6 separate regions of the Mus musculus genome follow, and regions 2, 3, 4, 5 and 6 are each linked to region 1. Evidence: chromatin contacts called from public Hi-C and promoter capture Hi-C data. All regions are on one chromosome and are shown on one strand. Each heading gives the region's core, a stretch centred on a gene start, on an enhancer-like site or on the middle of the called end of the contact. The rest is flanking DNA. Distances are from core to core; before and after follow the strand shown. Region 1 holds the start of Wdfy4 (WD repeat and FYVE domain containing 4). Region 2 holds the start of Phf7 (PHD finger protein 7). Region 3 holds the start of Capn7 (calpain 7). Region 4 holds the start of Sh3bp5 (SH3-domain binding protein 5 (BTK-associated)). Region 5 holds the start of Mettl6 (methyltransferase like 6). Region 6 holds the start of Ankrd28 (ankyrin repeat domain 28).

What was found. Promoter capture Hi-C pulls out the DNA fragments that hold promoters and counts their contacts. A called contact is a pair of places that touch in the nucleus more often than the background predicts.
Region 2: a contact with region 1 is called in a Hi-C map of B cells, with 5 read pairs. The contact joins the promoter of Phf7 here to the promoter of Wdfy4 in region 1. A contact is called at or near these places in 1 of 39 promoter capture datasets (pre-B cells) and 1 of 484 Hi-C or Micro-C datasets (B cells).
Region 3: a promoter capture Hi-C map of pre-B cells shows a contact between it and region 1, with 5 times the contacts expected there. The contact joins the promoter of Capn7 here to the promoter of Wdfy4 in region 1.
Region 4: a promoter capture Hi-C map of pre-B cells shows a contact between it and region 1, with 8 times the contacts expected there. The contact joins the promoter of Sh3bp5 here to the promoter of Wdfy4 in region 1. A contact is called at or near these places in 1 of 39 promoter capture datasets (pre-B cells) and 1 of 484 Hi-C or Micro-C datasets (B cells).
Region 5: a promoter capture Hi-C map of the C10 cell line shows a contact between it and region 1, with 5 times the contacts expected there. The contact joins the promoter of Mettl6 here to the promoter of Wdfy4 in region 1. A contact is called at or near these places in 2 of 39 promoter capture datasets (the C10 cell line and pre-B cells).
Region 6: a contact with region 1 is called in a promoter capture Hi-C map of pre-B cells, with 3 times the contacts expected there. The contact joins the promoter of Ankrd28 here to the promoter of Wdfy4 in region 1.

Annotation. Positions count from the first base shown.
Region 1 is chr14:33,183,187-33,187,161 of GRCm38.p6, reverse strand. Wdfy4 (WD repeat and FYVE domain containing 4) reads left to right here and starts at 2,096. Exons shown (of 59, transcript NM_001146022.2): 1 at 2,096-2,294.
Region 2 is chr14:31,249,505-31,253,479 of GRCm38.p6, reverse strand. Phf7 (PHD finger protein 7) reads left to right here and starts at 2,165. Exons shown (of 11, transcript NM_027949.2): 1 at 2,165-2,775; 2 at 3,763-3,872. The coding sequence starts at 3,832. Bap1 (Brca1 associated protein 1) reads right to left here and starts at 1,991. Exons shown (of 17, transcript NM_027088.2): 1 at 1,826-1,991; 2 at 1,701-1,730; 3 at 1,526-1,580; 4 at 420-552; 5 at 1-24. The coding sequence starts at 1,862.
Region 3 is chr14:31,334,322-31,338,296 of GRCm38.p6, reverse strand. Capn7 (calpain 7) reads right to left here and starts at 1,659. Exons shown (of 21, transcript NM_009796.3): 1 at 1,314-1,659. The coding sequence starts at 1,415.
Region 4 is chr14:31,434,032-31,438,006 of GRCm38.p6, reverse strand. It overlaps Sh3bp5 (SH3-domain binding protein 5 (BTK-associated)), which reads left to right and starts at 1,907. Exons shown (of 9, transcript NM_011894.3): 1 at 1,907-2,196; 2 at 3,862-3,924. The coding sequence starts at 2,050. Gm35907 (a long non-coding RNA gene) reads right to left here and starts at 2,773. Exons shown (of 4, transcript XR_383329.4): 1 at 2,689-2,773.
Region 5 is chr14:31,493,298-31,497,272 of GRCm38.p6, reverse strand. It overlaps Mettl6 (methyltransferase like 6), which reads left to right and starts at 2,233. Exons shown (of 6, transcript NM_025907.4): 1 at 2,233-2,371; 2 at 3,309-3,676. The coding sequence starts at 3,452. It overlaps Eaf1 (ELL associated factor 1), which reads right to left and starts at 2,194. Exons shown (of 6, transcript NM_028932.4): 1 at 1,902-2,194. The coding sequence starts at 2,004.
Region 6 is chr14:31,828,655-31,832,629 of GRCm38.p6, reverse strand. Ankrd28 (ankyrin repeat domain 28) reads left to right here and starts at 2,215. Exons shown (of 28, transcript NM_001024604.2): 1 at 2,215-2,303. The coding sequence starts at 2,277.

The sequences.
Region 1 (3,975 bases), core at 847-3,346:
ATCAAAAGCATATACTTGTCAGCTATTAGGACGGTAGCCATTTTTAATCTTATTTCCATTATTTATTACATTATTACATAATGTGCAAAATTAACATACTTTATTTCGGAAATTAGCTGAAGTTACAGATGTGCTCTGCCATGCCCAATGTTTTCATGGATGCTGGGCACCCAAACTTAGACTCTCATGCTTGTACACAAAGCACTCCACGTTTCCTTCTTGTGTTCCTGCCATTTGTTTTCTTTTCTTTTATCTTTCTTTCTTATTTTTAATAGCAGAGTCTAAGTGCCATCCATGTCCTGTGGGATCATCCGCTGGAGCATGGCCAACCTGCTGAGGACCACACAGCCCAAGATAACTGACTCTCATTCCTCTAGCTGCTGTTGGCTGTCAGTAGCTCAGGGAACATCATGGAAGACAGAGAGCAAAGACTATAAGAGTCAGAGGTCACGGAGGACCAGGTATCTTTGGACACGACAGGACTGCTGTACTCATTAGCCAACAGCAGCTGTGGCTTCATGCATAAGAGTTGCTCAAGATCAAGCCAGCCAGTGTTCTATCATGGATAGAGGAAAGTCAACTGAGCCTCCATTGTCTTCTGACTTCTGTTGTTTCTGATACAGCATTCGCTTAAGTCGCCATCAAGTTGTTCCCTGTGTTTCTTTTCTTGCCCACTGTTCATTGGGTAACATTATTTTTGATGTTCATGACTTTGACCATGGAAAACCTAAGGGTGTTTCCCTTCCACATGGCAATGCCCACCTGTGGAAGGAGTCTCTCTGCTCCCCTGGTGGGTGGCTTCTGCACTGGGCCTGAGTTGTTTGCTGAGCCCGAGTGTGAAACTTTCCCCATAGGAAAAGCTGGAGTTATGGGAATGTGCATATTGTAAAGGCACAAGGCTGCAACATCCAATCAGAGATTCCTCTCTGCTCTTATAAGTGCCTGGACCCTGCCCTTTCCCCTACTGACCCACATTGTCCTGTGGGTCATCTGGGCAGAACATCACCTGCACGAATGAAGTCACCTCATCAGGAGAACACCCCACTTTCTCCTTTGTGTGTTTCTGAGCCTCACACTCCTGCAACCCCTAACCCTTGGCTTTGTCTCCCCCAGTCCCCCCTGTGCCTGGCTTATCTACAAAGACGTTTCTGATTTTCTCTAAGCTTCTGCTCCAATCTAGTCTTCTCCATCCTGTGGAGACATTAAGAACTCTGCTGGGGTCTTAGAAAGAGCCATTCTTCCATATTGGTATTCCACACACCTGCTCCCATACCTTACCATTTAGAGAAGGGAAGGCATTTAGATTTAGTTCCTAGGGATTTGAAATTAGGACTGGGAGGCTGAGGGTTAGGACGAGGAGCCATACGGACCCCAGCCTGCTGGGCACACAGCTAGTAAGCAGCAGAGGCGGAATTCAGACATGGGCACCAGGCTGTACTTTCCCTTCTGTTCCTAGGTCCCACCTGGCTCTGCTTGATCACCAAACACACAGTCTCAGGGGAGCTTTTGTGAAACCCATGTTGTCCTGCCAGTCATTGGTGAAGCAGCTCTGTCATTGGCTCCTTGGAGGGAAGGATGGGAAGGGCAGGCATCTGCTGACTTCCCACTTCTGCTTTCTCCAGGAAATGAAGAGAAACCCAGCACAAGTGATTCATAATGAAACACTGTTGTTGATGGCTGCCATGCGAGGCCAGGTCTTGGTCTGTTCCCCTGAGCTGAGCCATTGGAGGCTGGGGATAGAAGCACTCACACCATGTGACATCCGCAGGCTTTGACCACCACCCTCCAGGTACGTCTTTCTGATCTTGGATAAGAGAGATCAGCCAGGTGGGGGCTGTTTGTTGCGGTAGACTGCCCCGCTGCTTCCTGCAAAGCCAACTGTGGAGCACATGTGTGACCATCAGTACTTAGTCTGAATGCGGGGTGGCAGAGAGGAGGGACGATTGGCAGGAAGTGAGCGGTGAAGGAGGTCCTTGTGGTCAGTGCCTCTCAGCACCCTTGTCACTTGTGAGTTTTGCTGAGCTGACCAGGCACTAGATCATTCCTTACCCTCTGACCACGGGTTAAGTCCCTTCTTTAGACTCTGCTGAGAGGTAGGAGTCTGCCACAGCTGGGGAAAACTAACTCTGGCTTGTGCCACTGTCAAGGTATAGAACGGGACACTGACTGAGACGCTCCTCTCATAGCCCTGGTGTAGCTTGTGAAGGGTGGACCACCCACCCTGGCCTTCGGGGCAGCTGGGCAGACCTGGTCTTGCCCTTAGCTGGCCCCACCCTTGCCTGCCCCAGGATCTGGTAAGTAGAAGTCTCTTAAGGTGGCATTTCTTCACCTGCGTTATCACACGCAGCCTTTGAATTCCAATGTTTCTCATTAACAGCAGCATCTGGGCCACTGAGGATTGATCCCTTTCTCCTTCAAAACCCAGCTTTCAAGAACCTAATCCTTTGTCCCAGTCTTTCCGAAGTGATGACTGGGCGTTGGGTACTGTCTTTCTAGGGAATATTTCAAGTATAATTGTCTCCATTTCTATCCACTTACGTCCAATGAACTAGTAAAGAGACAAGTTACAGATGGGGCCTGTGATGCCGGTGCGGTGACATAAAGTGGGTTGGAGGAATGTGCAGGATGGACAGGGAGGGCACACATCTGCTGAGAGGACACTGAAGGAGCCCAGCCCTGCACTGTGGTTTCTGAGAATTGCTCTTAAAAGCCTTCAGGAAGGCTTGGAGGTCAGTGTGGTACCTTGCAGTGAAGGGTGTGCTGGGGGCTGGGGACTAGCCAGAGAGTTGGGTGTGGGCTCAAGTGTGGGAAAAATTCTCCTGTCTTTACATCCTTGGTGTCTGGTCTGACCTCCTATGGGCCTAAAAGAGTTTTCTTTTTTATTAAATTTTAAAAAAACCTTATTTTATTATCTTGTGTGTATAGGTGTTTAGCCTGAATGACCCTCTGTCCCAGCTTTGGGATTATTGTTTCCTTGTTTTTATTTCTGATTCCTCCACTATCTCTAAATTGTTTAATACATGTCTGGTAGTTTGAATGGGAGTGCTTTCCTTAGGCTCATATATTTTCATACTTGGTCTCTAATTGGTGGAAATGTTTGGGAAGTGTTAGGAGGTGTGGCCTTGTTGGAAAGGGTGAGTTACTGGGGGCGGGCTTTGAGGTTTCAAAAGTCCTCTCCCTTTGTTTCTAGTGAGGGCCTCTCTCTTTGCCTCTTGGATGTGATTTTTAGACTCTCAGCTGTTCCTGCCACTGTTCCTTTGCTCTGACATCATGGATTCTAATCCTCCGAACCTGTAAGCAACAGATTAAATGCTTTCTTTTGTAACTTGTCTTGGTCATGGTGTTTTATCACAGCAACGGAAAGGTAACCCAAACTATATATGGCTTTATTTTATACTTTTTTGAACTTAGCCTGAAGTTAGGCGCGCGCGCGCGCGCACACACACACACACACACACACACACACACAGAGTATACTGTATGCATGAGTGTGTGCATATGTATGCAGGTACACATACCTGTGCATGCATATGGAGAGGACAGACTTTGATATCAGATGTCTTACTCTACTGTTCTACATCTTTATCTTTGAGACAAGGTCTCTGAATGCCCCTTTGGATAGATTGGTTGACCAGTAAGCCCAGGGAATCTGCCTCTCTTTGCCTCCCAGATCCAGAGATGTAGATCTGTGCTGCTCTGCTAGCCTTTATGTGGGAGCTAGGAAACAGGACTCAGGTCAGCATGTTTACCCAGCGAGCAATTTTACCCTCTGCACCATCTCTCCAGCCTGAATTAAACATTATTGAAGACTTGCTTAATTGCCTCAAAGCTATGTTTTTGAAATTTGTTTGTATTGCTGGAAACCCTTTTAATTTGTTAATATACAATTCTGTGCAGCATTTATTTCATGAACATAGTTTTCTGAGAGCCTGCTGATAGGCACGTGAGACATTTCTAGTTGTTTTTGTCCTATTA
Region 2 (3,975 bases), core at 916-3,415, 1.9 Mb after region 1:
AGTGGCACAAGAGTTGGGAATCAGCTATAAATCAAAAACAATCACTCATATACCTCATATACTCTTTACCCCAGACATCCCCATGCCCACACTTATTGAGAATGAAGACTAAAAAGAAAGATGTCAACATCCTTTAGTTTCCTTTGTCTTACCCAGTCTTTATTCATTTAACATGAACCAACTAAAATACCTCCTATCTAGGGACATGGAGAATGTACTAAAACACCACCAACTACAGAGGTATTCCCTCTAATGAAAAAGAGTTAGGTCTGTCTGCCACAGGGTTTCTGCAACAGTTTCTCTTGGTTCCAGTCTAGCGCTTCTTCCTGCTCCCCCACTGCCACCTTCCACACAATACCAGAAACAAACAAAGACAAAAATAGCATCCTGGCCCGAAACAAGCGCAGAACTCAGCAGACCTGGTGAGCAAAGAACATGTTATTCACAATATCATCATCAATCACAGACGTGTCATCCACCAACGTAGAAACCTTGCGGCGGGACCTGCGCTCTTCGATCCATTTGAACAGGAAGATAAATCCATACACAGGCCTAGAGAAGCAAGAGGCAGATGACAATCAGCATCCCCTTCTTTCTCTCCCTAATCCTTTGCACTGAAATGCTCTTGCACTGAGTCCCTCACTCTTAACCAAACTGTATCCAACATGGCTCTGAGACCTCAAACCCCAGAAGCCTATCACAGGCAGTCAAGTATGAGCCTGAAGCTCTCAAACCCCACTCGGTCTATGAGGTCTAGGCAAGAGAAGAAGGAAATCTGGAACTGCTGGCCCAGGATGGAGCAAGGTAGGGACACAATAAAAGGCACAAAAACGTTGATGAAGAATTAAGTACCAACTCACTGGTGGACCTCGGCCTCCAGTCCTAGTAAAATGAGTATAGTGCGTGAACTCCCAAACCAGTTCCTTCCCTTGGAAGCAGTTAGGTTCTCTATGCCTCTATTCTATAGATTTCCAAAACAAGACTCTGAGTTTAGGTACCTAAAAAAGGCCTTCTCACACTAACCAATCAATACAGGACAACTGTGTTCAGTTTTGTTGACACATGGTCTCACTAAGTAGCGTAGGTTGGACTCAAACTCAGAGATCTGCCTGCCTCTGCCTCCCAAGCATTGGGACTAGAGGAGAGCGCCACTAATGGTCAGGACAAATGTTGTGTGGTGATTAAAGGCACAGCACATGTGGTGATGTAATTAATGGACTGTACACTTACAAAAAAGGTGCAACACTATGCAACGGAGGGTTCCGGCTGCAAAACCAGAAAGGCAGCTCAACTGTACTCCACGAGTGCTTAGGGTTAAAAGGAGGGCTACAGCTTTCTAAGGAGAAACACTGAGGAAAGACTGAGAAGAAAAGAAAAGTCCAAGAGGGCACCCACAAAGAGTGACACTTTCTTATGTGATATTTTATATAGCTCAGGTTTTCTAGTACTGCCTCCCTTGAATGGGGTACTATTCCCCTGCCCTTTCTCGGCCCTCCGGAGGTAAGGGGGCGTCCCAGCCACTCACCCCTGGCATTTACTCTGAAGGTCATAGATCTCCTCCACTTGCACCCCTTTGACACCTACGATCAGGAAAGGAGAGGTCGGCAGGGCAGTCCCAGGCTCTGCTGCGAGAACTCAAGGACCAACCCCCACATCCACACCAGCCAGGGACCGAAGGTCGTGGGTAACGGGGTTCTTACCGAAATCTTCCACCAGGAGGGTGAAGAGGCCTGGGTGGGACGACAAGAAGAGGGATTTGTCATGCAGGTGCGTCCGGGGCCCATCCGGCCTCCCCAGCCCCCGGCCCGCCGAGGCCCCTCCGTACCTGGGTCACTCTCCAGCTCCAGCCAGCCCTTATTCATCTTCCCGCGGAGCGGCCTCTCAGCGCCATGTCCAGGCCCTGCTAAACCCGCGCCGCCCCCAACCGGGAGCGCCCACCGCCCTTAGGGCTTCTCAGCCCCGCACAGACAACGGGCCGCGCCGCGTCACTCGCCCGCGCCGGACGTACAACGTCATCATCACACGACGAGCCTAACCCGGGGGCTGGTCTTCCGCCGGCCGAACGGCGGGGGCGGAGGCGGAGACAGAGGCGGGCATGCACGCGCGCGCGCGTCGAGGCGAGGGCGCGCACGTGCGGAGGGCGGGGCGGGCGCGCGGCCGTTAGCGGTCCTCGTTTTGGCCACAGTCCGCGTGACCCCATCCCCCCTCAGCACGCTCGCCTCCTTCGACGGCGCAGTCACCGCGCGGGGCGGCCGCCCGTGAAGTAGTTACCACGTCTTGTGTCAACGACTAAAGCTCCGGGACAGCGGCGCCCTCGGCGACAGCTGGGTGGGCAGCCTGGGCTGAAAGCGGTGGCCCGTAGCTTCCGTGAGAGCGAGCAGCGGAAGCAGCCTCCAGCCTGGCCTCGCCACAGCCGCCCGGCAAGGGAGCCCTGGCATGCGCGGAATGCTCCTTGAGCCCTCTTCTGACTGTTACCTTTGGGGGACGGTTGTGGCCACACTGACGTATTTTCCAAATAAATCGTTTATTCTTGCGGCGGCGGGACCGAACACGTTAATATATTTTTAATTTACCCAACACTTTTATCCAGTGATACAACTTGGTAAGCGTTTCGAGCGAGCATCCGCCGGGTTAGGAAATCGCGGACTGAGCAGCTTGCATTTGCCACGACCGTCCTCAACTGTTTTGAAGATTCCATCTTATAACTACCAGTGTGCACAGACTACTACTCAAGTAACGTCGTGTCCCAGCGATGCAAAGAACTGAAATCTCAAGGTTTATTTCTATTTTAACACAGTCGGGTTTAGCGCCAACATACTAGGAAGTAAAGTAGATCCCCGTGGGGACACGGAAAGGTTCCAACCCATCTCAGCCCATCCACGTTTAGTAAGAAAACAAACTGATGTTAGCTCTGCAACTGCATCTCCTGTGTTGGGAAAAGCTAGCGTGAAGTTTTGATGGCTTGTAAGCAGTTAGCAGTTAGAAAAGTCTGACATTCATGAAGAGATTCAGAATCGCCAGCCTTGACTTGAGGCTCTGGATACTGAAGTATAGTATATCTCTGGAGGGACCTAATTGACTGAGGTCTTTTAAGAAATGCTGTCCAAACCCGGCAGTGGTGGCGCACGCCTTTAATCCCAGCACTTGGGAGGCAGAGGCAGGCGGATTTCTGAGTTCGAGGCCAGCCTGGTCTTATAGTGAGTTCCAGGACAGTCAGGGCTACACAGAGAAACCCTGTATCGAAAAACAAAACAAAAAAAGAGATTTATTTTATGTATATGAGTACACTATAGCTGTCCTCAGATACACCATAAGAGGGCATCAGATGCCATTACAGGAGCCACCATGTGATTGCTAAGAATTGAACTCAGGACCTCTGGAAGAACAGTCAGTGCTCTTAACCATCTATCCGACCCGGTTCCAATGAGATACTGCAATGAGATAAAATTATAACACCGTAGTTGATGTCAGCTTTTGTAATCATTAAATCTCACCTAGGATCACTGATTCTGACCTTGGCCATGACGTTTATCTCTCTAACTCAGTCTCCTCAACTTGAAAATAAGGGTTATTAGTGTGCCTATTGTTAAGTGCCTAAACGGTTCTTGGAACCATTTAATCACTATTGGCCATCACTAGCATTAATATTGTCTATAACCCCTTTATCAAATGAGTTGAGAAGTATACTGTTGCTTTGATCTTGTAGAACTTGATAACCAAATGTAAAATTAAATTGCTAACCTATTTCGTTTATGTTTGTAGCTGGAAAAGCCTGCATTATCTTCATAATAGCACAGAAGAATTCTAGATAGGAAGGACAGACGGAAACGAATGAAGACTTTAAAAGAAAAAAACAAACATCCAAGATTGAGGTAGAGTAGGTGACCTGAAGGAGTTGGGGAAATTCCTTTGATACACGCTGCATTTTCTGCTTCCTTTAACATACTCTTGGGCTAGGGTTAGAGAGTGACAAAG
Region 3 (3,975 bases), core at 410-2,909, 1.8 Mb after region 1:
TTCTAAAAGGAAAAAAAAAAAGTTACATAGTATCTTTAGTTTTAGAAAAGGCTATTTACATTGAGAAAGTCTTACAATGTAGCCTAAGCCAGGTTGAATTCAGTGATCCTCTTACCTCACTGTACTGGGGGTGGGAGGGTTTAAAAGCAAATTAGTAGGTGCCACCACACTAGGCTATATGGTAGTAGTTTGCTGACTTAGAATTTGCTGAAGTTGTTTCACAAAACTACAGCAGAATTTTCTTTTAAAGAACTATCACCTGGTAGTCAGGCATGGTGGCACATTCCTGTAAATCTCAGCAATGGGAAGGCTAAGGTAAGGGGAAGACAAATTTAAAAATAGCTTCCACTATATAGCAAGAACCCCGAGAACGAGGGCGACAGGGCAGGGAGACACCGACACAGACACAACACAGACAGATACACACACACACATACACACACACTCGGGTGTGGTAGGGAGGTAGGATTGTAAAATCAAAATTAAGAAACTTAAAACGAATGATCCTAAAACAAAAGTGTCTAAATATAAGGTAGGTTTTAAAATAAAAATAGTAAAATATTAGCAGAAAGCAAACCACGCTTTACTGATAACACGTAAGCATAAGGGGGAAATTTTTACTACTTCCGTATAATCAAGGAAAAGATGCCCATATCATGACGATACAACTGGAGGGGTGTGTTTGCAAACCTTCAGGACTGGAGAACACAGGATGAACTGCGGAAGTGCATACCCTTTGACAAGCAACTGTGCTCCCCATCATCCAAAACAAGTATCACATTTTTTTTAAAAAAAAGCTCTAAGGATTTTAACTGCACTACTTCAATGCTGGAAAGCCACAACCAAATACAGAACATGCTGTAAACGTAGCACATGCAAGCAACCAAAGGTTATCTAGGTACAATGCAGAAGTGAGATGTCAAAATAGTACAAACGATATGATTCAAGTTTGGGGGTAAGAAGGCGTGTATACACACATACACTCAGAAAAACAATCATGGAGACATACATCGAATGCTAGAGTACGATGAATTTTTTTCCTAATTTACTTTTTCTTTCTACCTGGAACGTGCACTATTAGCATATTCTGACGGATTACCCAAGGTTGGCCTCACATCAAGGGTTGCATCAAGGCCAACAGACAGCGAACAGGGTGTTCACTCCCCATCCCACCTCGGCCGCCACAAGCAGCAAAGCGGCGGGCATCTGCGGCCTGACAAGCCGGACAGCCCCAGCAGGACCCCGCCCCTCCGCCTTGGGTTCCGCCAACACTCGATCGGGTGACGCGGCCGGAGCCGAGTGCTTGTCCTCACCTTGTAGTAAAACACCGCCTCAGAGTAGCGGCCTTCGTGGTCGCGCTGCACTGCCAGCCGCGCGAACTGCACGGCGTCCCGCTCCAGCGCCGACGCGTCCATGGCGCCCAAGGCCCCACGCCGGGGGAGGCAGACAGGCCCTGACGCGGAACCCCGACGCCCGGAGGCACTGCGGCGAGAACTGGGGACCCCGCGGGTGGAGTGGCAAAGTTTACTTTCGAGGGCGGCGGAAGAGATGACGGAGCCCCACTACCTCAGACCCGCCCGGAGGACTGCGAGCTCCGAGCAGCCCGGGCTCGGAGCCCTCGCGGCCGCCCCCACCCCTCGCGTCCTTGCTCCGCCCATCAGCCGCATTGCGCAGGCGCAGTCGACCCCGGCCGGGAGGGGGAGCGCTCCCGCCGAAGCAGGCGGGGCTCAAGGCGATCGTAGGTGGGCGGGGCCAGAACAATGTCCAGTGGGATTGGACAAGAGGAAGCAGGTGCCAGGGCGAAGCTGAGGGCTCCGCTTCCGCCTGCTAGAAAGAAGGTGCCAGTGCCCAGGAGGTTGTTGGAGAGAATCAGGGGATGGCTTGAAAGGAGCATGCGCGTTATGGAGCCCTTGGTCCGCTAAGTGAGAAGGGTAGGCGGAAAGAAACAATCAGTAGCACCTCGTATTGCCAACTGGTTTAATTAGAAATAAAGATATGAAATGAGGCTAGGAGGTGCTTTTGAGATGCTCTGGTAATGTTCATTTGACAAACTAAAGTATGACCTTCTACGGCTCCCCAAGGCACACCGAAGTGTATTGTTTGAATTGTCTACAAACCAGATGATGTATTTTTGACTTGTATCTTAGGGCAAGTTGAAGGTTGTAATTACATAGTAAATGGTAGTGTGGTTGCTTTCTTTTATCCCCTTAAAAGTTTGAATTCAGCAGTGATGAAAATTAACTAATGGCAAGTGCCAGAACTTGGATGAGATTCAAAATCCATGCTGTGTCAAAGTAGCAAGTCTTGACAAAATTATACACTGTATGATCCCACACATAAGAAACATTAACGCAGCATATGGTGACACATTCCTGTAAGCCAGCAGTCTGGAGGCTGTGGTAAGAGGACTGGGCCAGCATGATCTACACAGCAAAAACCCTGAACGACCCCAGGAGGCATATGTCTGTTGTAGTGGAGCACTCTCCGTGCAAACATGAACACAAATCAGCTGGAGATATTGCTAAGAGTTGATTGTGAGCCTGGCTGTGGTGCTCGCTTTTAATCCCACCACTCCAGAGGCAGAAGAAGCAAATCTCTGAGTGCTTGGCCAGCCTGGTCTTCAGAGCTCATTACAGGATAGTAGTGTGGCCACACAGAGAAAACCTGTCTCAGGGAGAGAGAGAAAAGGAGTTGAATTGATTGTGATCCAGTCTAGAGTGGTATCAGCTGTCTTCAAGCTCAAGAAAGACTCCTTAGTGATGCTCATGCTGGTGGTTCAGGATATTCATTATCAAGGTCACAATGGGGTGGATGTTACTACTGAAACTGGTCAGTGTACAGCTAAAGAGGCTGTGGTCAGCATCCCTGAGCATCATGTGTGTCTCGACCCTCCACCTTGCTTGTGCCAGCTATGAATGTCTGTCGTCCCCTTCCTCCATTCTTACAATCTCAAGCCTTAGCAATAAGATTTTCTTCATACCAATCCCCTGAAGGGGCTTTTGTTCCATGTCACCATCCCCTAGAGAAGCTCTTAGTGTTTAGTCTTGGATGGCCCCTCACAAATGAATCATGAGACAGACAAATGATCTTGCAGATGGGTAGTTACACATTTGTTTGTTTGTTCACCAATTGAAAAGTATTTGCTTATACTCACACATGCTGGGTCCTTACCTGCCAAATTTCCCAAGTTTCATGAAGCTCCAAAAGTATGTTCATGAATCTAACTAAAAGGCAGGAAGTACTTTTACGGCTAAGTATTTTTCCCCTAGGTTTAAATGATGGCTCAGTGGTTAAGAGCATGTATTCTTGCACAGGATTGGGGAGGGATTCCCAACACCCACCTAATGGCTCACAACCTCTGAACTTCCAATTTCAATGGCCTCTTCTAATCTCCAAGAACATACACCAGTCACACACCAGACTACAGTGGAGCAAAATGTTCATACACATATATAAATCTCAACATAAAAAATTTTTAAAAAGTGCTTTTCCACCAAAAGGCCATGAATGCTCATAGCAGCTTTATATTGAAATTTATTTTGTAATTAATAAGTATACATACCCATGGTGTGTAAGATGATGCCTTCAAATATATCTTTGAAAGGTTAAATCAAGCCAAGAAGTGTATGAAGCTTTATTCTTGCTAACTACAAACTAGAAATAATTAAAACGTTCACAAACAGGTACATGGATAAACAAATCGTGATAGATCTATACAATGAAATATGTCTCAACAACAAAGATGGGATTCATGACTGACAACATGATGAATCTCAAAAATATTATTCTGAACAAAGAAAGCAAGGACAAAGGAGTACGTTCTTTGACCCTATATTTCTAAAACTCACGGGAAAACAAAATGAATAGGTAATGAAAGAGTATGTCAGTGCTTGCCTAGAATTGTTTGGAAGAATCACTGAGTTTTCAAAGTGTTGGTGTTACATGAGTATATAAAATTTTCAATTATACACTTAA
Region 4 (3,975 bases), core at 658-3,157, 1.7 Mb after region 1:
CTGGGGAAGGGGTAGCCATCTGCTGTTTTGAGTTCTGGCTGTGTAGCTCAGGCTGGTCTAGAACTTGTGATACTCTGGGGTTTGCCTCAGGTTATGGACTGGAGGTTTTGGGTCCTGTGCTGAACTCTTAACTCCTAATAGTCTTAGGAAGTGACAAGGCCAGGAGGGTAGGAGGTCTGAGCAAATGGGACTAATATACTTCTTAAAAAAGACCTCAGAGATTTTCTAAGGCTTTCTTCCTGACATAAAAGTTTGTTGAGCAGTTGGAAGTCCACAAGCCCAGGAGGGCCCTCCTCAGAACCTGACTTTGCTGTGATTTCTGGCCTACAGAGTTAGAAGTGGGTGCCATTTAGAAACTGTGGTATTTTGACATAGCCACCCTCCCCAACAACGGTCCTTCCTTTGGAGTAGTTAGCAAACTGTTTCCTGCTGCCTGGTGGAGTTACTCCTGTATGTCTGAGAACTTGTAATATAAAGGGTTTGTCACTCTGTGCGTGTGGTACACCTTGGTGGCAGCATCGGGGATGGGTGTGTGTGTGTGCACCAGCCGGGCAGTGGTGACACATGCATTTAATCCCAACACTAGAGACAGCCAGGTGGATCTCTAAGCTCCAGGCTAGCCTGGTCTACAGAGCAAGTTCTAGGACAGCCAGGGCTACACAGAAAACTCTGTCTCCTCCCCATCCCACCAAGGAAGCCAAAATGGTGGTGTGTGTGTCTATAATCTCAGTGCTTCAGAACCAGAGGCAGTGTGACTATATATACAGTGTTAGCTGTATAGTGAGCTCTACAGGAGGAGTGCCTGATTAAAAATGCAGCACATGGGAGTCTACCTTTGGAAAATCAGAAGGTCGAGGCCAGTCTGAGCTGATAAGAGCTTGACACCAGCCTGGGCCGAGGTTGTTTCAAACAAACAAAATGAGTGAGTGGGAAGTCAGTAGACAGACCTAATACGGGAAACTGTTGGAAGGGAACACAGGGTCAGGCTTTTCCAGAGGGGAGATTGAAGCACGGGAGGCCTGTGGTACACGTGAGATTCTCTGGTACTGGCTTTGAAGAAGACTGACCAGTTGAGAAAGAGGACAGATACCCCTTTGCTTTGCTTCTGAGGTGGGGGAAAAGGCAGGATCACAGGCTCCGAGAACAACTCTCTCAAGCAAAGCTGTCCTCCAAACTCCCTCTACAAAGTATCCACTTTGCTCAGGGCATCTGACCAGGTAGTCCCTGACCTCACAGTGGCCCTAGCACCTGTAAACGTTCAGAGAAACCTGTCCACTGTTAGCCCTTTTGTGATGCCCAGTTGGCTAGGCAAGCTCTAGCTTGGTGATGTTGGGCAGAACCACATAGTTCCTACACTGGGCAAGCTTTGCCACGAGCAAGCAGGGCAATCTCTTTAAAAAGCCGCCCGATCCATAGATTTCCCCCCCCGCCCCCCCCAGCTCCATGGGCTCTTCGTGCATTCAGAATATCCAGGAAAGCCCTAAGAGCTCATGCCTTCGCTTGCCGAGCTTTGCCCAGCAGACTCCAGGCTATGATGTCCACTCGGTGGCTGGACCTGGCTAGCCATCCTCTGTCTGCTGTACAGACAAGATTAGGGTAGAGTTCCCTTTTCTGTGACTCCAAATAGACACAAAGGTAGCTTTGAAGAATGGAAATCACCCGAACTTTCCTTCTGTGCCTTGATCTGCTTCACTGGAGGCAGGAGGAAACTACCTTAAGGCGGCCCACGCTCGGGCTGGTGAGCCACTGGGCGGCACCTCTCCTAGTGGCCATGGCCGGGACTCCAGTGCACTGGGCTTTTTGTGACAGAGTGTCGGGTGACACAGGCTATCACGGCGGCCTGGGCAAAGTGGGTGCGGTGTACTGCGGGCCGCTGCAGACAGGGGGCAGCCGCGCCCACTTCCTCTGCCACTCCGCACTCGCCGGCGGAGCACCCGGGGTGGCAGCGCTGCGCGCTCAGACCTACCCGGCTGCGGCGAGGTGGCCCTCGGTGCGTCCGGATCCCACCGTGCGCTTTGCGACCCGGCTGCGGCGCGTTCGGCTGCCCGCATGGACACGGCGCTGAAACGGAGCCGCTCTGACGAGCCGGCGGAGCTCCCGCCGCCTGCCCGGGAGGTGGAGGAGAAAGAGGAGGAGGAAGAGAGGATGGAACAGGGCCTGGAGGAGGAGGAGGAAGAGGTGGACCCCCGGATCCAGGTAGGACGCGTGACAGGAGCCCACAGCCGCACCCCACCAGGGCTACCGTGGAAGTCGGCATCTAACGCAGACACATGCCTTACAGCCTCGCGTGTTCGCGGTCGCGGGGTGGGGGCTGCCTAAATTCAGGATCTTCACCAAGGGTTGGAACACCCCATTTCACGGTCTCCCTGCGGAAGGCTTCGGTGCCCGCGTGAACGCGGCCTGATTATTGCGGGGATCCCTGCAGACCCTCGGCCCAACCCGAGGGTCCCTACTACACGACCAGCTGTTCAGGCGGATTGCAACAAAGGAAAAAGGGGGCGGGGGCCCCGAGCGGAGTCGGGGTACCTCAGCGCCACGCTTGGAGCACTGCACAGCCTCGGGGCTGCAGCGCAGCGTTATCCCACCTGCGTGGATGCAGACATCGTGGTGGGCGAGCAGGGCAAGGTGGCTGTCGCTTGCCCCTGTAGTGTGGGCTGCACCGGTGTGGGGTGCCTCGTGAGCCCTCACCTGGCCTGGGCTGCCGTCCTCTTCATTGTCAACACATGGTGGGCGTCGTTGCCGTTGCCACCGTTGGCACTGTGTTGCACTTGGCCTGAGACTGTTTAAAACCCTCCTTTTCCTTGTGAGGTCAGTGTGAACGTCCACCAGGGACAGCTGCTGCGCAAAGCCGACGCGTGGAGGCAGGGAAAGCAGAGAATGCCTGGCTTTCTGTGCCTCCATTTCCAGGAGAGAGAGTTAAAAAACAATTTCCAGGAGTGACAGCTTAACCTCTTCACCTTCCTAAGCACAAAGCAAATTCCTTTTCATGACCCGTTTTGTACCCTTTCCATAAATCATTTTTTAAAAAATAGCTATTAAACATACTTTGCAATTTCTGGATCCATAATTGGTTTTAAGTGCACAGATAAAGAAAAAAAAAGAGCCTGCTTTAAATTCATCAGTTTGGCTTAAATTAATTATTTTGTCAAGTCAATACACTAAAGATCAGTAAGAAAACCTCCTCATTGGTTATTCTGTTAATTCGGGCCCTGGGCTTGGATTACAGAATCTTGTGGATTTGGTGTGGAATTTTGTTAGCAAGACCTTTGTTCACAGAGCAAAGATGAGCTGAACGAGGATGAGTTAACTCATGTTGGCTACTTACAAAATGTCAGACTGCAAATGTTTAAAAGAGGTAGGGTTACAGTCAGTTAACCAACACCCCAGTTAGGCAGGGCAAATAGTTCGCAGTTAGAAAAAAAAAAAATCATCTCTTTATAGGGAGATAGCCCATGATGAGTTAATGCTGGAAGTCTGCCTTTGGCTGGGCTGCACTGGCCGTATTGTCCTGTTCTGATTTCCTCGAAAAGTTCTTTCCTAAAGCAAAGGGTGCTGTTTTGACTGGGTTAAGTTACTGTTTATGACAGATGAGTTCACCTGAAAGAAAAAAAAAAAGAACAATGACTTTTCAGAGAAAGATAAATCTGTAGGACTTTAAAGGCGTCCAAAAAAAAAAGGACACAGCCTACAACAGGTTTTAGGCTTTTGTCTTTTAGCCGAGCCTCAGCTGTCTTCTTGAGGAATGAACCGACTTGCATCATTCAGGGATGACCTTCCAGTTGTAAACTAAGTTACACTAAAAACAAAAGCCCAGCCCTTCTAATTTCTCTCTCTCTCTCTCTCTCTCTCTCTCTTCATTAGGGAGAACTGGAGAAGTTAAATCAATCCACGGATGATATCAACCGACGGGAGACTGAGCTTGAGGTACAGGGAGCTGGGGCACTGTTCTGGGGTGAAACAGTGTCAGTCACCTTT
Region 5 (3,975 bases), core at 984-3,483, 1.7 Mb after region 1:
AAACTTCATATGCTTCATTCACGGTAATAATGAGCCCCAAATGCTCTCACCCAATAGTTATCAACTCAGAAACACCTCTATATACGCTGCCTTCAACTATACCATCATTTAGTACAGGGAGCTGAAACTTATATACTCTCTGAAACTTACACTCTCTTATGTTAATGTAAGACAATCCCTTCTTCCAAGTGTCAGGCACACAATTAACATCTCACCATCCATAATAAGGTAATACCAGAACTGTGTATATAAAAACTGTGTGTATAAAAGCAACACAGCAAACATTCTTTTTTTGGGGGGGGGGGGAGGAGGGTTCGAGACAGGGATTTCTCTGTATAGCCCTGGCTGTCCTGGAACTCATAGACCAGGCTGACCTCGAACTTAGAAATCTGCCTGCCTCTGCCTCCCAAGTGCTGGGATGGCGTGCAACACCTCTGCCTGCTTTCAGCAGACATTCTTAACTATAAATCCTACATAAGACACAGCAGGCCACATGAGGTTGGCCTCTTTTTGCACAGAAATGTTCTAAAATAGAACATGCCACATTCAAGTTCTCATTTTGGTGGGGGAAAAAAGTCTGGCTATGTTCAGAAGCAGACTGGCGAACTCCAGAAATTACCCTGCTTATTCTTGCAAATTACACTTACACAATAGGAACAGCCATTTTACTTCGCACCTGACTCAAACTGCAGGCCAGGAGCACATGTGCAGAATTGCACTTAAACTTACACTGCTCTTCTGTGGAGGAACAAATTAGTCAACTGGGAAATGACAATCTTATCGTTTCCCCAGTACTGTCTCTCTGCAACAGCTGAGTCTGCTGTGGGTGCAAAGCACAGATGCAGCTATGTGACAAGAGGCCACACAGAGATGGGACTTTAATATCTAACACACCCCCCTGCCTGTGTGTTGAGTCACATCGATTAGCTCCCATGACAAAGCAGGTCTTAACCCACACTAACGCTACCGGAAACCCGACGCCTGTGATTCACAGGGATGTGCTTGGTTTGGTCAGCCATGTCCTGACTCAGGACACACAGTGGCAATACCCCTTTCAGAGTCTATAATCACGTAGGAAAGGGCCCAACATAATGACTCTTTCCACATTCCTTATGCTGCCTTCTTCATTTTCCAAACATAGATCAGGCTTTAATTTATGCCAGATGCACAAACTCTAATTTTATTCTTCACCCACAAGTGAGTTGGCCCAGAAGTTAAGGTGAAGTAGGTGACATTAATCTAGCTAGGTATGGTGGATCAGGTCCATATTTTCAGCACCACAGAAGCTGAGGTAGGAGGACTGCAGCATGTTCAGCGCTGGCCTGAATTATATAGTAATTTCTAGGCCAGCATCACTAGTAAGACTGTCTCGAACAGCAACAACAACAAAATCAGTGTCATAAGCAGAGAGGAAGAAGAAACCTTATGGGTGGCACGAAGAATGCAGGTTCCCTGGCTGTGGAGGAGACCAAGAGCAAGGGGAAAGGAGCAAGGGAAGGAATGAAGTAAACGACACTCGTAGCAAACGGAAGACTTTTCCAGGGCAAGAGCCCTGATGGAAGAATTCGACAAAGAGAACGGGGACACAAGGGAGGAGAAATGGGCATCGCTACTAAAGGAGAAAAGTTTGGCTTAAGGGCTGGGAAGGGGAATTTGAAATAAAGGGGCTATGACTTTCTGAAGTGGTATTTGAGACTGTAAAGTAAAAGAATAGTTGGCAGCAATCAGAGGTTTGGTTTGGGAGAAGAGATTTCAAAGTAAAAGAGCAGATCGAAGTTCCAGAGGCTAAGGGATGAGAGGTAAGGAAAGCGACGCTTTCGAGCCGGGATTAGCCAGGGGAGTCTGGGCTTGCACGTGGCGGCCAGGGAGCCCCAAGTGAACCTGGAGGGGCGCTCACTCACAGCGAATCGTGTGGAAGGAGGCCCGCGGCCGCTTCTCGAAGCTTTCCCCTAGCCGCAGACAGTGTTCCTCCCGGTCCAGCAGCGGGTTCGCCGTGCCGTTCATGGCCTTGCACTTGCCCGGCACCCGGATTGGAGCTCTCCTCGCGCGGCCGCAGTCCCCCCGGATCCCCGCGCAAGCGGCCCGCAGGACCGCGCTCCCGGGACACCGCTCCGGAGCGCGCACTGAACCAAGTCCGCGCCCACCCGGGGCCGGAAACCAATCTACTCCGCGTCTCGAGAGACTCTGCGGAAGTAAGGCCGCTGCACTTCCGGCATTGGGGAGGGACTTCCGTCTCCCCAACGGAAATAGCGGGGGCAGTGCCATGGAGAGAGAGTTCTCCGGGACTGCTGCAGCCCACAGTTTTCTGGTCTAAGGAGGAGCCCAGGTCAGCTAGAAGATTCTGCTGCCGACGCCTGGGCTTGACTGACGGGTGAGTGCGCCCTGACCTGTTCTTTGCTGGGGACCCTGGGAGCTCAGAGCGTGGGGAACTGAGTGGACGCGAGTTTGAATGTAGGTATGAGTGTCCCTGGACATGCCCGAGACCCTAGCGGCCTGCTTTATCCGAGGGTTCAGAGAGCGATGACGGTTCTCGGGACCTCAGTCACCCTTCCCCCTACTTCGCTCCATGGTTGCGATGAGAGGATTTCAGTTCTCCTGGCCGACGACGCTTCCTTCAGTTTATGGGTACGATCAGAAACCCCGGCCTCTCCGGATCAGCTCCGTCACCTCCTTAGCCCCCCCGCGATCCCGTGTCTGTTAGGCAATCGTCTACCCGCTTTCGGTTAGGGCGGTTGTTGCCGTTGTTTTGAAGTCACGTTTCCCACGGGCACTGAACGTTGATGAGAATTTTTTTTTCTCACATTTTCTCAGTCAACTCGTGGATGCGTCCCTTTGCCCTAAGTAAACCTATTTCTTGTAGTACTTGGCTCATCTGATTTGAATTGGGAGTCCGGTCCGTGAGAGTTCTGGTCTCTGAGTGTAGTAAGCTCTATGCAGTAGAGACTGTCTTGGTCTTTATGACCTCTCCAGACCCCGGCAGGGTGTTGGGCAGAGTCAGCATCTCGGGAGTGTTAAGTGAATTGACCCCGGAGCCTTAAAGAGCCCTCCGGGAACCTCTCCCCGAGTCTTGGACTCGTTTAGAATCCAAGCTCTAGAAATAATAAAGAACGATCTAGCTTGATGAGGCCCTGGTCACCCGAGTTGGGAGGATGAGGCAAGAGGAAGTACATTCAAGGGACAGGCTGGGCTTCAGGGACAGCCCCTGGCTCAGATGAACAGGATGGGGAGAGAAGCAGGCAGGTTGTTAGAGAATCACTAGTCAGAATCAATCAGTCAACCCCCTCCCCCCCTTTCTCTTTCCTAAGTAGCATCGTATCCTGTTGGAGCTGGAAAGTCACCTGGGGAAACTGCATCAGAGAAACTCCAGTGTCTACAATCTCAGCATCGTTTGTTCAGATGGTTGAAGAACAGAGGACCTATAGCAGCATTGAATGTGTTTCCGGCAACTACAATGGCTTCTTTCCAAAGGAAAGGACTGCAAGCAAGGATTCTTAGCACTGAAGAAGAGGAGAAACTGAAAAGAGACCAAGCTTTGGTGTCTGCTTTTAAACAGCAAAAACTGGAAAAAGAGGCTCAGAAGAACTGGGACCTTTTTTATAAAAGAAACAGTACCAATTTTTTCAAGGACAGACACTGGACCACCAGAGAGTTTGAGGAGTTGAGATCATGTAGGGAGGTAGGCTGGGGTTTCTCCTGGCTCGAGCCATCTTCATTTATGATGCCTAGAAGAGAGGTCCTTTGTTACATGTAGAGAGTGCTCCCAGATGGCACCCTTAGGTGCCGTTTCTCAGGAGCTGTCTTGTTTTTTGAAACAGGGTCTCTCAGTAGACTTGGGGCACACAGATTAGCTTGGGCTAGATAGCCAGTAATCCCCAGGGAGCCTTCCTAGAATGAGATTCCAACTGTGCGGCACCACGTCCAGTTTTTTACCTGAGTGCTAGTGGTTGTGTGGCAAGCACTTTACTGACTGAGCTA
Region 6 (3,975 bases), core at 966-3,465, 1.4 Mb after region 1:
TATGAGTAGGCTGTGTAATATGCCTAACCTTTCTTCTTAATAAACAGTAAGACACACAAGATGTTAAAGTGTTCAAGATGGAGAAAGGTGAGCCCACCTAGTACTGAAACAACCTTTGCAGCAAGATCACACCCTCTCTAATGCAGAGATGGAATGCTGTAAGATACTTTAATCAATTACTCTTCATTAGGAAATTTTATCACCTCAATCCTAATACACTGAAATACACATTTGGTCCACTATCTCAACCCATACCCTCTAAACCGCTTGCTTGCTACCCAAAATCAGTTTGTTCTGTGTTCCAAATCAAGTACCTGTTGTGCTTTTAAATCCTAGAACTTTAACCCAGAGGAGAGCATGCTGAGGCTGTGTGTTTGTTCAGTCGTATTAATTGCTGAGTCAACATCCAGTGTTAAACAGGCATACATGTAGAAGAGAGTAAATCTTTCATCCTCGAGGAAGGCAAAACTCGATTGGCTGTAGCACATGGACAATTATAATCACAAAATATTTTAGTAATGTTGTCATAACACCTTTGTTTTGGAGAAGTCAAAGTCTTTCATACTGCTAATTCATTCACCTTCAGTGCACTGATAAAGAGACATGGGGTGACAGAATTCTCATTTCATCGGCCAGAGTTGATGCAGAAAGAAATTAGGCACTGAAGAAAATGCAAAGCAAGAATCATTTTTTTTTTTCTGGCTAAGCCTCTTCCATCAGTTATGAGAATTCCTCCATTTTAAAGTAGCAAATACCAACCATGGTAAAAATGTAATTTTAGAAAAGCAATTGTTTCAGCAGAATTATGGCATAGTTATGTTAAGAGATATCAGAAGGCTCTTAGTGCATTTGATCTTGCACTTTGATATTTTCTGTTCTTATGGGGCTAAAGAGTTGTTTTTAATAATAGCATTATAATAAACTGACAGTCCTGGCACTGATCCCCATTTTTCTAGACTGCCATTAGGCTCAAATCGATTCTCTAAATAAAGTCTGTCCCAAGAGACACACCAATGCAGGGAAAAGATGAGGTTTGGTTTTGTTTTTTAAACCAACCCGATATCTCACGTTTGTGTTCTAACCATCTGTACCTTTTATTAATCAGGGGCTGGAGCCGCCCAGGCTGACAGACACAGGAGAACAACAATCTTCTCCCACACAAGCCTGGAATGGTAACAGTGTGCGGCTGCCTAAGAAAGAAAAGCCTTTTCTGAGCTGTGGGTTGGCGTGGGTGTGTGTGCCAGGGCGAGGGAGTCATTCCTCTTCTCCATCCAAGGATGCTATTTATTGAAAATCCTGCACATCTTTTTGAAAAAATTGATTTCTTTCAAGTGGGAGGCAAAAACCCTTTTGATGATAAAGAAGAAAGGGGGAAAAAAAACACATGCAAGATTGAAAGGGGCGCTTTGGAGAGAAATGTTCCGCGGTCACAACCTGTTCAGGCTATGAAGACCACACCCTTCAGTCTCGCGTGCCAGCAGTCCCCCGGTGACCACGTCTCCCCCAAAGCCCGCGGAGACATTCTCACTCTCGCTCCACGTGCGAGTCCGGTTCCCCGCTGCCCTCGCTACTCTGTTGAAAGCAGCATCGGCCCGGAGGTCTCCCTGGCTCGCACCGGCTCCGGCTGCCTTCTCCGCACCTGACTGAGCTGAGCTTGTGCACGCCACCTCCACGTGCCATCCCGGGCCGTTACCCGGTACCCAGTTTCCGTCCCTCCCCACCTCCAGTCCGGGCTCCGCCCACCGCGCCCGGGGCGCGCGCCCAGACGCCCCGCCACCTGGCCCGCCCGCTCCGCGCGCCGCCGCTTCCTGTGCCCCGCCCCTCCCTCCGCGGAGAGGCGGAGCCCGGGAGCGAGCGAGCGCGGTGGCGTGGCCAATGGGCGCTCGGCTTACTCTGGCCTCTCCCCCGCGCGGCCGCCAATCGCGGCGGGCGGTGGTGGTAATATTGTGGAGTGGAGTTTGGATGCCGCCGCGGCCGCGGGCTGGAGCGGCGCGGCGGCGGGGGCTGCTGGGGTATTTCGGGAAGGGGGTGTGAGGCGGCGGCGAAGGCGGCGGCTGCGTGTGGGAGGTGGCTGAGAGCTAGAGGGAGAGAGCGAGAGAAAGGACGGAAGAAAGAGGGCGGGAGTCCTTGGAGGAGGCGGGACCGGCGGGGCTCTTCGCGGCGGCGGCGGCGGCGGGCGGCCGGGGAGGCGGCGCCGCCCCCTGCCCGCGCTCTCTTCAACGTAGCCGGCCACCTACCCGCCGGGCGCGGGTAGTGGCCGAACAGCGGCGACCGCCATGGCGTTCCTCAAACTCCGCGACCAGGTAGGTGAGGGGCGGCGGGGCGGGATCGCGCCACCGAGGAGTCGGAGGAGGGTGGACCAGCGGCGTGGGCCGCCCGGGCGCCCTGTCGGCGCGGTGGCAGCGAGGGAAGAGGGTGTCCCGGGTCGGCAGCCGTGCGGGCCGTCCGCCTGTCAGTGCAGCCCCAGCTCCGAGAAACCCACGTGCCGCCGGGGGATCGCGGCCGCCGCCACAGGGGCGGGTTCTGCGCTCGCCGCCCTCGCGTCCGGCGCGCTGCCGGGTAGGCGCCTCCTCTTTCCTGCCAGGTGAGGCTCGGGCCTAACAGGTGGCTTTGCGGTGCGGAGTCGGAGCGGGGCAGGCGGCGGCCGTGACCTGGGGTCACGACCTTGCCCTCGGGTTCGCTTCGCGGGGCGGTTCACGGTCCACCGCACCGTCTCTGCGGAGAGGTAGTGGCGGTCGAAAGCAAACCCACCGGTGCCGATGGATTCTGCTGGGGACTGGTTGTTACGGTGCATATTCCCAGGCTGGTTTTCTCTTGGCATATTCTGCACCATCTTGGTTTAGTTTTCCTGACTTAGGAAGAGCTTGTCAAAGAACACCTGAAGTGCTCAGAAGACTGCAGTACACTGTGGGCTGGGAAAAATAACTCTGTATCTACCAATGAAATCGCAACTATGTCTGAATGAACGCTTGTTACCCTTTTAAAAAGGCGAGAAGGTGAATTACCAGACGCTCCCCAGTGTTTGTCTCTTTTAAAGAAAAGGGAAAGTAACGAGTGGATTTTACGGAGTCGCGGGAACCTATTAATGCTTGAGTACCCCTTTTGCCATTGTTTTTCTGAATAGGAGATACTGAACAGATTTGAAGGGAAACCAATCAGAAAGTGGGCACAAGCTTAACAAAAACGATAGGGAAAAACTTAATGTTTTATGTCATTTTCTACCAATTAAAACTTAAGTTCTGAGTCTAGCTAATGTCAATTCTCACTTAAAAAGTGAATATTCTACTTAGGCTGAATGCTGACTTTTAGTATCATTTGGTATCAGCAGAATTTTAGCTGATATTAACAATAGGGCATGATACTTTGAAAAACTCTGGTTGATAAGTTTGTATTTCAAAATCTGTGAATAACTTTACTGTTCAACATGTTCCATTAGCTACACATAGAATCTTTGAGTTGATTAAAATTAAGAAAGCACAGTTTCTCAGTTGTGCTAGTCAAAAGCACACTTTTCAAAAGTGCTCACCAGCCACAGGTAGCAAAACCTTTCATTGCACAAAGTTGTCAGGAAAAAACAAAAAAATCTGTTAATAACAAGCAGAGTTCAAGCCCAGATCATCTAATTCATATGTAGTTAATACCATGAAACTCAAGATCTAGATTTTCAGCTAATCTTTATTACTCTAGTAACTCTTTGTACCTGAATATTTGGTTGTAATCCTTCACTTTTGGAAATGTATTTTGTGATTTGGTCATTGTGTGTGTTAGGGATTTGGTAGACTGTTAGAAGATCTTACTTTATAAAAAAAAATGAATAAATAATAAAAATCTATTGGCATCTGTGCATTTGAGTGTTTAGTAACTACAGTTTTGAAGCAGTCGTAACACTGATTCAGTTTTGTGTAATATTCTTTAACACTCAGTGGTGATATTGATTTTTAAAATGTTACCTGTAAACTTGAGAATCCGTGATGA